Linked DNA regions of Mus musculus: regions 2, 3 and 4 are each linked to region 1. The links are chromatin contacts, called in public Hi-C maps. All regions are on one chromosome and are shown on one strand. The core of a region is the stretch at or near the end of the contact, and the rest is flanking DNA. Distances in the headings are between cores, read along the strand shown. Region 1 holds the start of Mynn (myoneurin). Region 2 holds the start of Ythdf3 (YTH N6-methyladenosine RNA binding protein 3). Region 3 holds the start of Mtfr1 (mitochondrial fission regulator 1). Region 4 holds the start of Pgrmc2 (progesterone receptor membrane component 2).

Region 1 (2,781 bases), core at 168-2,667:
GAATAAGAACATGTCTGCCATTTGGTAAGAATATAAATGCCTTAGATCATTATGAAGTTCAGTTCAGAAAAAGAAAGTACACTGCGCAGCAAAAAATGAACGTCTTGGTGTCTGGTTTCGCGCATCCTTTAGGGGCTTTAAAACAGCACACAAATAGAAGCTTTGGTTTCGAAGCAGGATGGGGAAAAGGGTAATTTACACGTGCTTCCACCAAAACCCGCCAAAGCACTGTACTGCGCCAAATCACAGGCCCTGGCTACAGCGCGCCGCTGCTTCCCAGCTGGAGGAAAGCATAACCTGTCTAAAATGAGAAAAAAAATGAAATTCGGCCAGGAACTAAGTGTGCCTGCTGGTCTCTAGTGGTGTACCCGCCGGGCTTAGCAAAACAAGAAAAAGACAGAATGAATGAAAGGAAGGAAGGGAGAAAAAGAAATTGCAAACAAGTTCAAACTTTTAAATAGTCTCAGCCTGTTAAGTTAACTGTGCTTTGTTAATATTTTTTCTCTCTCCTCATTGAAAAATGCATAAACCTTAAACAGGTGTGAAACGTATATGACGACATCACATAAGAAGAACATTTCAACACACCAGTGCAACCAAGTTTCCGTAGTGTAGTGGTTATCACGTTCGCCTAACACGCGAAAGGTCCCCGGTTCGAAACCGGGCGGAAACATATCTTTTAAAACGGTAACCCGCCCATTAAAGAAACGACCTTGAATCAGCTGTTTTAATGTTGATAACAAACGCCCCAACACACAGACGAGAGCAGCAACAAAAAGGGCTGATGAAGTAGGTAGCTACTGATTCTAGAAGGCATTCTCCCAATCTCTAGCCTCTGAAGCATGTCTGTATTCAGTTTTCTCCCCTCGAGATTCCATTTCCCCCCCCTCCTGTCAGGCTAAATTTTGTTCTTAATTTATATGTCAACTTCACTAAATATTTCAGAATTAACACATTATCGAAAGGGTTTGACAAAAAGATGAAATTAAAAAGAAATTTATACTCAGACATATAAAAAAGTAGCCTCAACATTTTTCTTATAAAAACGACTCGTGGTTTTATTCACAAATTCTTCACAGAGATATAAGCAAAAAGATTCCGGTATGGAAAAAACTCTCAGAGTTTTTGAGACTGTCTTTTAAATAAAGTCACAGGTAAATTCCTTAAAAAGCATAAACGTAACTTATACCAACAAACGTTTCAGTTGTGCTTTTTAAGATTTATGACGTCCGCAGGTTCTAGGGAAGAACACATCAAAACTTAACTTTGCTCTTCTCCCTTTACTGCACTAACTCTGATTTCGAGGTAAATAACTGTGCTAAAATTATTCTGGTTCAGACGTAGGAAAACCTTTTCCGGTAGAAAGCCCACCTTCCTCCCACGTTGCGCATGCCCAGTGTGCCCTGCTGCTTTGCTTTGCTTTCGAACATCTCATCTCTGTTGCCAGGTAAGGGCATTCTGGTAGATGAGCTTTGGTGAGCCGGTTCAAACAGAATTCTGGGGGTCCCAAGAGCTTTCGGATATGCAAAAGAGGAAGGAGTGATTGGTCTCGACTTAAGCATATCCCTCCCACTCGCCCCGGTCAAGAACCAGGGTGCACAACACAGTCATCTCCACTGGAGGGGCGCTAATGAAGACAGGATGACAGGCGAGGAAAAGAACTACAACTCCCAGCATGCAGCGCGCAGCGCGGTTCCCGGAGAGGCCGGCTCTGCACTCAAGCCCGGTCTCCATCCAGAATCTGGGCCGACAGCTGCGGGCTGACAAGGTGAGCAGCTCGCACCGGATGCGAGTGAGCAAGGAGGTGTGATCCGGAGACCTGGGCATGCCGGGAAGTCAGGGCTCTGAGACCCAGCTCGCCGGCCCTAGTAGACTTTTAGCGTCCTATCTCCGGTGTCCCCAATGGACCACACACCCGGACGTGACGCTATCGCAGAGGAGGAAGGGAGAGGCGGAGCGTCGCAGTGACGTCCTCCCAAGATGGCGGTGAGAGAGTGAAGAAACTGTTTCCCTTGGGCGGCTACGGGTGAGTGCCGCCCTCTGTCTGGCCTGTCGTCCCTGCGTTCTGGGATCCCGGGGTCTTATGTGGTCCGGCGCCTCGGAGATCGAGCGCGATTCGGGGCGGAGGAGGGTGTCTAGGCAGAGGCAGCGTCCGCGGTATATGTAGTCATGGCCGGTGCCGTGGGAACTCGCGGGAGTGCAAGCTGGGAGTGCAAGGCAGCGGTGGCCGGGGACTGGCTAGGACTGTCGCCCTCCGCCGCTGCCAAGCAAGCAGCGGGCAGGCAAGGGGTGTGTCCTCCTCCGGAGAGTGATGGAACCTTTGACACAGCGGGTCGGGGCGTTCCCGCCCCCTTGCACTTGCCTGGAGCTTGGAACCTCACCATCTCTGCTTACAGGGTTCAGTGATCAGAGAGCAATGGGAACAACTCGTATCGTGTTCTTATCCTGTTTCAAGGAGGCTTTTCTTAGTCTATTTGTTTAAGCACCTTCAGGTAAAGATGCCTGTTGGAGCTTAAAAGTTTGAGGGGTCAACTCTAGAAGCTTAGGATTTTACGGCCCTGTTTACAACTGTGACATGTTTTTTTTTGTTGTTGTTGTTTTTGTTTTTGTTTTTTTCACTGCCTTTTATTGCATTAGTGTTCTAGTGCAGTAAAACAAAGAAAAGCATTTAATCACCACGAGTGTTCGATGAGGCTTTTGGGGGTTGGGAGGCAAAGGAAGAGCTGTGTTCTTTGGGTTTAGTCTTTTGTCCCACACTCCCTTACCGCTGCATGGGTGAAT
Region 2 (2,781 bases), core at 81-2,580, about 14 Mb before region 1:
GGAGGCTGAGGCAGGCTGATTTCTGAGTTCGAGGACAGCCTCGGCTACAGAATGAGGTTTTAAAAAATTTTTAATTTTTGAAACGTAGCCTTGGCTGTCCTGGAACTCATATAGATCAGGCTAGCCTCAAACTCACAGAGATCCACCCTCAAGTGCTGAGTTTAAAGGTATGTGCTCCCTCACCCAGCCTTCAATTTTTGTAGCAGCAGTTATCACACAAGATACTGTGACTATTTAATCAATTATATTGCCTGACATTTCAGGAGTACTCACTGAGTTACAGTTTTGATGCGGGGACTCACTCAGTGAAGAAACAAGAAGTGGCTGATTATGTATGTCAGGCCTTAGTTTACTCATGACGCCAAGGTTTAGGTTAAGAGACTTCTCCAAGGTTATAAACTAATCATTGCTAGGTAAGAATTCAAACTGAGATTCGTGGAATTCCAAAGCCATGCTTCTCAGATAGGAGTAAAGTCAAGGCCTGCAAGCCTTTTCTATTAGTTTTCGCTATGCACTTTCAACTTTCCAGCCTCAATTCCTCTTCCGACAAACTCCTTGAAAACCAAAAATGTTTTTGGGAGTGGGAGCTAGGTAGAGCAATGTAGAATAAGGGGGACCTTGGGAAATGGACTGATTTGCAGCTCAGGGTCCGAACAGAAGGAACACAAGAGAAAGGGATTTGGGTTGACCACACCTAAAATTGCCTTTTGAGGATTTGCATGAGAAGCAATCTTGACACAGTGATTCTAAAATATTGTGGTACTACATATAGAAAACTGTGATTTTCCTAATTTCCTGCTTCATAGGTTAGCACTTAAACTGGGAGGTTTTAAAAGGATTTGGCTAGTTAGGAATGCACACTACACCACACCTGTAAAGAAATCTTACTTGGGAAGGAAATTCAATAAAAATGCCAAAATTATAATTGGACTGACTTTCTTTGTTTTTGCCAACAGGTAAGAAAGTAACATTACCAGTTTCTAGGGACATTTTAACATTTTCTTTTTTTCGGGAGGGGCAGCAGTCTTGCAACTGTTTCTCTTTCCGAAGGCTATTTTATTCAATAAAAACCAACCCCATCCCAGTAGAGAGTTAGAAAGCATTCATTGAGAGCGTGCTCCCGCACCCCGCACGCACGCACGCACGCCCGGTGGTGGCTGAGCGGACAGGCGCTGCTGGACCGCTTCTGTAGCCTCCAGGCTAACAACGCCCGAGCCCAACGCTCACGGTACCGCGCATGCGTCTAAAGTACAGCTGCGCCTCCGGGTCTCTGCCCCCCTCCCCTCTCCGATGACGTGCACGGCGGGGGCGGAGCCCGAGGCCGTGGCGGGAGTGGGGGAGGAACTGCGAGGTGTGCGTGGACGTCAGACTGGATAGCGGAAGGTCAGGACGGCCCGGAGCGGAAGTGGGGCTGAGGCGCCTGTCCGCCATTGTGGGCCCGAGGATCGGAGGACGAGCGGGGACGAGCAGTGTGCAGGCGGCGAGCTCGGGCCCCTTCCGCGACTCCCGAGCGTGAGCCCTCTCCCTGGAGCCTGCGAGAGCGGCGGCGGCGGAGGCCGGAGCAGAGCTTCGCGAGGGCGGTAGTCGACTGCTGTGAGTGCTCTCGGCGAGGCCCAGGCAGCGGCGGCGGCGGCGGCGGTTCCTCTCGGGTTACGGTGAAGAATGTCAGCCACTAGCGTGGATCAGGTGAGGGAGCAGGGCCCCGGCTCGGCGAAGGCCGGAGCTGCAGAGCTCCACCCTCGCGTGCGGCGCGGCTCCTCTAGCCGCCGCTAGCTCCGTAACGGCGCCGCGGGTCCCGGTTGTCGGGGCTGCTGCCCAGGCCGGCCTGAGCGCGGGCGGCTGAGTCTGCGGCCGGCGCCCGTGACCACAGGCCCGGAGGTCCCGGCGGCCGCCGCGGGGCCCGGAGCTGGCGGGTGCCGGAGGCGAGGCGGAGAGGCGGCGGGAGGCGGCCGGGCGGAGAGGTTGCGGAGGATCTGGTGGGGTTCACACCTACGCGGATTGTTCTGAAGAACTTGTTTGCAGTGGCTCTGTTTAACGCACTTTTCTTCCCCCTCCCCCTCTTTACCACCTCTGTCGTCTTGCTTCAGAGACCTAAAGGGCAAGGAAATAAAGGTGAGTTTGTTTGTTTGTTTTCCCCTTAGGTGTTCCCTTGATGTGATTTTTTTTTAAAAAAAACTGTAAGCGGTTTCTTTCTTGTTTTTGCACTTCTTTCTAAATATAAAGGATAGAAAAACATCCAACGCAGCTAACAGACAACATTTACTTAGCTCCTGGGTTTGTAGAAACCGAAGTACTAAGAAGAAACAGCTGTCTTGGTTGTATTTCAATGAACGTAATGTTATTTCTTCAGTTTACCATTTATGTTTGTTACATAACTTAGGTCATACTTTTTTCTACATTTGTGTATAGTTGGATAAGTTTTTAAAGTGAACAGCATTCTGTTTGAAATTTCGGGATTACATTTAAACTTGGCAAATCACATGGCGTTCTATGCCACATTGGGTGAAAATCATGCCCCAATCACTGAATAGAATCAGTGAAGTTGCTTGCAAGGAGACAACACCACTATAGAACTCCTAACAAGTATGTAATCTTACAGCAGCGCTCTGATTGGAAGGCGTGTCTCGATCTGGTTTCTTACAAAAGCCCGAGAAGGAAATTATTTGTGCAGTTATTGCTAGTGTTATATGATTTGCTATTTAAAAACTACCACTAAAAGTAAGGCAGTTAAAACACAAATGTAGTTTGTATTTATGCGTGTGGAACAAAGTAGTCAGCTGA
Region 3 (2,781 bases), core at 101-2,600, about 11 Mb before region 1:
GAAAAAATCAAATCAAATCAAAACAAAACAAAAAACAGGTTTTAAGCCATCTCCAACTGATGGGTGCTTTCAGATACCCTTCTTCTTAAACATAGACAATCACATAGGCCTGTGTGGTGGCAGGCAGCTGAGAGTCACCTGTGGGTCACACAGCTGGTGACCAGGGATCCTGAGGCAACTAATAGCTTAGCAGTAAATCCTACAAGTATCATTGGAATGGTCGCCCTGGTGTGTGGTCCCTACCAGTTCACTTCAGCAGCTTTTGTCTTTTCATCAGCCTTCAGACCAAGCACCCCTCCCTGAACTGCTCTCTCAGGCTTCTCTCTCCCAGCCTTGGTCACAGCCTGTCAGGCCCTTTTGTACTTAAAACGTTATAACACTTGGTCACATATATTAATTAACCTTGTTTTGATCTCCCTGCCTTTTGGTAGGCTTACTCAGGGTGTGGTTCAAGGCTTAAAAAACAAACAAACAAACAAACAAACCCCACCAACTTTGTACTGTCATAATGGGCTCCCAACGAGCCGTTGCTGAGTAACTGAATTGAAGCTCTAGGTGAAATCCAAAGCAGTAGCCAGGAGGAATTTAGGCCATCCAGGGTAAGAACACCAGCGCTCCAATGAGAGGGTAAGAGAGAAGGCGAAGTAGCAACAGCTGCTGCCCACTTCCCACCTCAACTCTTCCACCCTCTTCCAGGTTGTTTTGGACATAGGCTGGTCTTCAACTCTGGATCCTCCAGCCTCCAACTTCAAACTACTCGTTTTACATAGCAGGAGCCGCCACGCCCAGGTAGGAGCGGCCTCTTGAATTACTGATAGGCTTTCCCTCCATATTCACGTTTTATCGCACCCACACACACCACCGTGCTGCTTATAGCTAACTTGACACAGACTGATCGTATTTTCATGACTAGGTTATCTGAAATCTAGAATAACCCTTCATTAAAAACTACGCACACCAATTAGGCAGACTTTGAGGCGGGGGAACTGAAGGCAGGAAAAGTCTTCACTCCCTCTGAGCCGCGCCTTCCACTCCTCCAGAACATACGTCCGGGATTTGAGGCCCGAAACAGATCGCCCTGGCAGACAAAGTCCCCACAGAGCGTGGGTTGAGAAGGGCTCGACACAGGCTAGGCTAGGCTAGGCTAAGGACCTAGCTCCTTTCAGCGGGCACACATTTGAGACTTCACTCGGAATGTGGGTATTCCTACACCCAAAAGGGGCGAAGTTTACCAACAAAAATAACAGGGGCAGAAGCACCCAAGACAAAGCGCGGCACACTAGCAAGCACACGCCCCTTACTGGGCACCGCGCGTGCGCACAGAGCCCGGGACAGGTAGCCGGCGTGGCCGGCGAGCAGACACGCCTTCCGCCGGCCTCTCCTGAGCCCGCCCCCGGGCCTCAGCGAGCCGTTCACTGGTCAGCCTAGGCCGGGCCAGGGGCGGGGATTGGCTGATTGGCATAAGGTCCTGGGACAGCCAATCTGGAAGGCTGAGCAGCTGCGAAGGTGAGGGCTGCTGCGCAGCCGAGGTGAGTGGGGCCCGGGACAGAAAAGCGGTTGGCGGGGTGGGGAATGGCTACCACCCGGAGCTGAACGGTGGCGGGAGGCCGTGTTGTGGACAAGGGAGGGGACGGGGCGCGGCGCGGGAGGCCGGCGAGCGGGAGGGAGGCCGCGGAAGCCCGGAGCAGAGAGCAGCCCTCCGGCTCGCCCGCGCCTGGCCTGCTGAGCTCCGCGGGCCGCCGGCCTGGCTCCCATCCCCCGCAGTCGGCGTTGTGCCCTCGCTGGATCCGGGCTGAACGGGGCGGCCCACGGCGTTCAGCCTGTTCTACCTGGACCTACTTTCCTGTCATTGTCGGCTGGCAGCTCTGAACTTTCTAAGCGTGCGCAGTTTGCGTGTAGCCAGACTACAGAAACTTTGAGATCTGAAGTCAAACTTAACCAAACCTTTCTTTCCGCCTGATGGTTTGTTTTGTGATTGGTCTGATGTAACCTCTTCTGGCTTAAACCTCGTTTTGTGCTTGAGGATGGTCAATAGAAGTTCGGATCCTACCCCCTCCACCTCCCAACTACAGGATTTAAAGCTTGCTTCACCACATCCGGAAAAGAATATTAAGGAGTATTTCATGATACTTGGTAATTTAGCGTTCACTTTTTTGTTTGGTTTGGTTTTGAGACAGAGTTGTCTTCCTTACTCTAGGCTGGGGTGGAATGCACTATGTAGATTAGGTTGAGCTGCCTAAAACCTCCTGCCTCAGTCACCACGCCCGATTCCAGTCACCTTTTCCTAGTGTATGTAGTTGTTTTACATTACAATGACTTAGTCAAGGAAGTTGTGACACTTACTATCTTGTTACATGAAAGTAAGTTGTGTCCACATATATTGATCACATATATTGTACATACACAAAAATCATTTAAAAGGTAAAAATTATTTTTAAAAAGAAGGTAATAGAAATGGGTTTGCGATTATATACAACCGAGTTTGACTATAAAATGCTTACGAGCTAAGAAAAGTCTCAGTCACGATGTGCAGCTAACTCTCTATCAACACCCTAATCTTTGAATTGAAATGCAAGTCTAGTAACTGAAGAGGAAACTTAAGGGTTCTTTAGAAACTGTGTTGTACGGTGTTCTGCTGGGCTAAACACGTGAAGGAACATGTAGCTGAAGTGGACCTAGGCGAAAGGATGTTCTACGAAAGCAAGCACGTGAAAGGACATGGGATTAAGATTTATTTGCTAATGACATGCATGTATTGGTCTTCGTAGTTGAGCTGCATTT
Region 4 (2,781 bases), core at 206-2,705, about 10 Mb after region 1:
CAGGCCGCACAATGTTGTTCAATTTTATGGGCTACCAACAGATACCCGGGGTCTGAAGTTTATTTGCACAATCTGCAATATAGATTACCACTACACTGCAAAAGGGCCTCTAACGGCAACTACCTTCCACGTAATTTTCTGAAAGTAAAGTTGTAAAACCTTCAGCACATGCAGGGCAGGGGGCGAGAAGTTCGACGCTTCTAGGTTCGTGCCCCCCCTCACCCCCCCAAGGCGTCTCATTCTGCTAAGGGAAAATACAATAATTTATTTTCAACGGGTATTTGAATACTTATTTTACTATTAGCAGAGAAAGAAGGAGAGGAGGGAAGGAGGGAGAGACTGAGAGAGTCGGAGACAAGAGACACGCCTGCCTCCTGGGCAGATGAGCTCCACCCCCTACACTCAGGGCCAATATCTTTGCCAGTCTTACTTATTAAGGTTTACGTTCTGGTCCGTCCTCATTTTACATACAGTTGTTAATCTTGGAAAGCATCTTGGAGCCCAAACCGACTTTTTAGAAAAAGAATGAAAACGAGTCCGGGGTGGTTGTGAAACCGAGCTCCAGGGCTTGGGACTTGAAACTACGTGTCCCTAGCCCTGACTCTCGGCAGACAAGTCCGGAGAAGGGAAAAAGTAGGCAAGTGTCAAACAGACAACCCAGAATAAGAAGAAAGCTGTCTTAACACTGGGCCAAAAACTTTGGATCGCCACTTTAGCCCTCTTGCCCCGACAAAGCCCAGAAATCAAAACGCTCCGAGGAAAGGTTGAACGCCAACGTGACTAGAGACAACTCTTAACAATTTTGAGAATTTCAGCCCCAGGAAAAGCTGCGAGGAGATACGGATTGGGAAAGGCAAGGAACGCCGAGCGCAGGTCTGTGGGGCGCCACTGAGCCCCCCACGACGCCCGCAGCTGGGGGCGTGCGCGGGGCTGCGGTCCAGGAGCGGGGCCGCGGCGGGGATAGGGTGTCCCGGATCCCCACCCCGACACCCCTCACTCCTCACCGGGGCCGTAGAACTTGCTGCCTTTGGTCACGTCGAAGACTTTCCCATTGACCGCGAGCAGGATGCGCGGCGTGCGCGCCCCGTCGTACTGGCGCAGCTGCTCCAGGCTGAAGTCCCGCTTCTTCATGCGCGGCAGCGTGGCGGCCGGGCTCTCCTCGCCCGCCCCGGGTCCCGAGCACAGACCACGCCGCCCCCAGCGCACCCACAGCCGGTAGGCCCCCAGCAGCACCAGCGCCACCAGCGCCACGTTCAGCAGCATCTCCCCGCCCGTCGCCAGCAGCGCCGCCACCCAACTGCTCCTCGCCGCCGTCGCTCCGGCGCCACCCGGGCTCCCGTCGCCGCCACTCTCCCCGCCGCTCCCCAGGGTGCTTAGCTTTACGTCCCCATCACCCGCCGCCATCACTGCCCGCCAGCGCCTTCCTCCTCCCGCCCCCTGCCCTCCCCAAGCCCGCGGCCCTGCCCACCAGGCGGCGCTCAGCCAATCACGTGAGGGGCTGGGGCGTGGCAGCGCCGGCTGCTTATTGGCTGTTGGCTGGGTAACGTTGTCTGGCTTCGCTCTCGCAGCTCGGGCTCTGGCTGGCAGCGCGCGCGGGCAACGCCCCGCCCACCTCGCCCCACACTTCCCTGCTCTCACAGCCCCAACGCTTTCAGCCTGGGGAGTGTAAGGGAAGGGCGGGGCTGAAGAAAAATAGAGTGTGCGTGGGGCGGGGGGGGGGTGGGCCGAGCCGGCTGTGCGCGTGCGTACTCGCGCGTATGGGCGGAGCGCCGTCAGGGCGCGTGCGCGGGCCCTGGGACGCCACGCGCTGGGCTCTTTTTAGCAACCCCTCCCTGCTGCGCGCGCGTGCGCCCAGAAGCGGCTTCTCTCTGAGACGGCTGGTTCGCGTCTGTGACGACGCACGGCGGAGGCCGCAATAGAGCGTGAGCTGCGGGGCCGCGTGTGAAGCTGGGCTTCGGGCACTAGCCCTAGCAGCGCCGGACACTCGGGTCCCGGCCCACGCTGCTTTTGGGCAGTGCTCCTAACAGGAGTCGGACGCAAGCTCTTCTGCGCTTTGCTCCCCGGCGGTGGGCGTGCGCGGATAAAGCAGCCTGTGGCTCTAGCTCCATAGCCTTGCTCGGGGCCTGCGAGAGTGCTTTCCAGTGTGAATTCCACCCATCTCGCGCCCTCAGCTAGTTTGACAGGCTTCTGTCACTCTGCTTGTGAGGAAGGAAGATGCATCCAGGGAATGGCCAGTTCCTTATAACTTTGAACAACCGGGGGTGGGGGACAGGTATAGACGAATGGTGGCAGCCTAGGGGTGAGCTACCCGGCATAAAGGAGCTGACTCAGAAAGGAGCTGACTCAGGCTTTGGCGTGAACAGTATAGAAAAGTAGGGATGGGCTTTTCTGGCTGCTATTAGTTTTTAGGTAACTGTCTTTAGTGTCAATGGACAGGAGAGCCCTACCCACTAACGGTACTGGTGATCATAACTTCCCTAGAGAGGTTTTAACACTCGAAAGGATGGGAAACCAGCCATTGTACATAAGACTCATCGTGGCTTTTTTTTGGGGGGGGGGGGGGGGAAGGTGCTGAAATTTTTTTCTGTAATGGATTATATATTTAGGTGCTGTGGGCCATAAGGTCTCTCTGTCCCAACTGTTACATAAATAATAGAGAATGAGCATGATAGTGTTTCTATTAAAAATGTACTTAGAGACACCGAAATTTGAATTTGTCATGAAATACCGTCTTTTTGTTTTTGAGACGGTTCAGTGTGTTCCAGATTGGCTTTGCACTTG

The links. Hi-C and Micro-C count contacts between places; a contact is called where the count stands out from the background.
Region 2: a contact with region 1 is called in a Hi-C map of B cells, with 6 read pairs. The contact joins the promoter of Ythdf3 here to the promoter of Mynn in region 1. A contact is called at or near these places in 2 of 484 Hi-C or Micro-C datasets (B cells and CD4 T cells).
Region 3: a contact with region 1 is called in a Hi-C map of B cells, with 6 read pairs. The contact joins the promoter of Mtfr1 here to the promoter of Mynn in region 1. A contact is called at or near these places in 1 of 39 promoter capture datasets (pre-B cells) and 1 of 484 Hi-C or Micro-C datasets (B cells).
Region 4: a Hi-C map of B cells shows a contact between it and region 1, with 5 read pairs. The contact joins the promoter of Pgrmc2 here to the promoter of Mynn in region 1. A contact is called at or near these places in 1 of 39 promoter capture datasets (pre-B cells) and 1 of 484 Hi-C or Micro-C datasets (B cells).

Annotation. Positions count from the first base shown.
Region 1 is chr3:30,600,670-30,603,450 of GRCm38.p6, forward strand. Mynn (myoneurin) reads left to right here and starts at 1,418. Exons shown (of 8, transcript NM_030557.3): 1 at 1,418-2,026. n-TVaac8 (a tRNA gene) reads left to right here and starts at 601; the gene lies at 601-673.
Region 2 is chr3:16,181,835-16,184,615 of GRCm38.p6, forward strand. Ythdf3 (YTH N6-methyladenosine RNA binding protein 3) reads left to right here and starts at 1,331. Exons shown (of 5, transcript NM_001145919.2): 1 at 1,331-1,686; 2 at 2,088-2,112. The coding sequence starts at 1,663.
Region 3 is chr3:19,186,760-19,189,540 of GRCm38.p6, forward strand. It overlaps Mtfr1 (mitochondrial fission regulator 1), which reads left to right and starts at 1,351. Exons shown (of 8, transcript NM_026182.6): 1 at 1,351-1,529.
Region 4 is chr3:41,081,591-41,084,371 of GRCm38.p6, forward strand. Pgrmc2 (progesterone receptor membrane component 2) reads right to left here and starts at 1,456. Exons shown (of 3, transcript NM_027558.1): 1 at 1,005-1,456. The coding sequence starts at 1,404.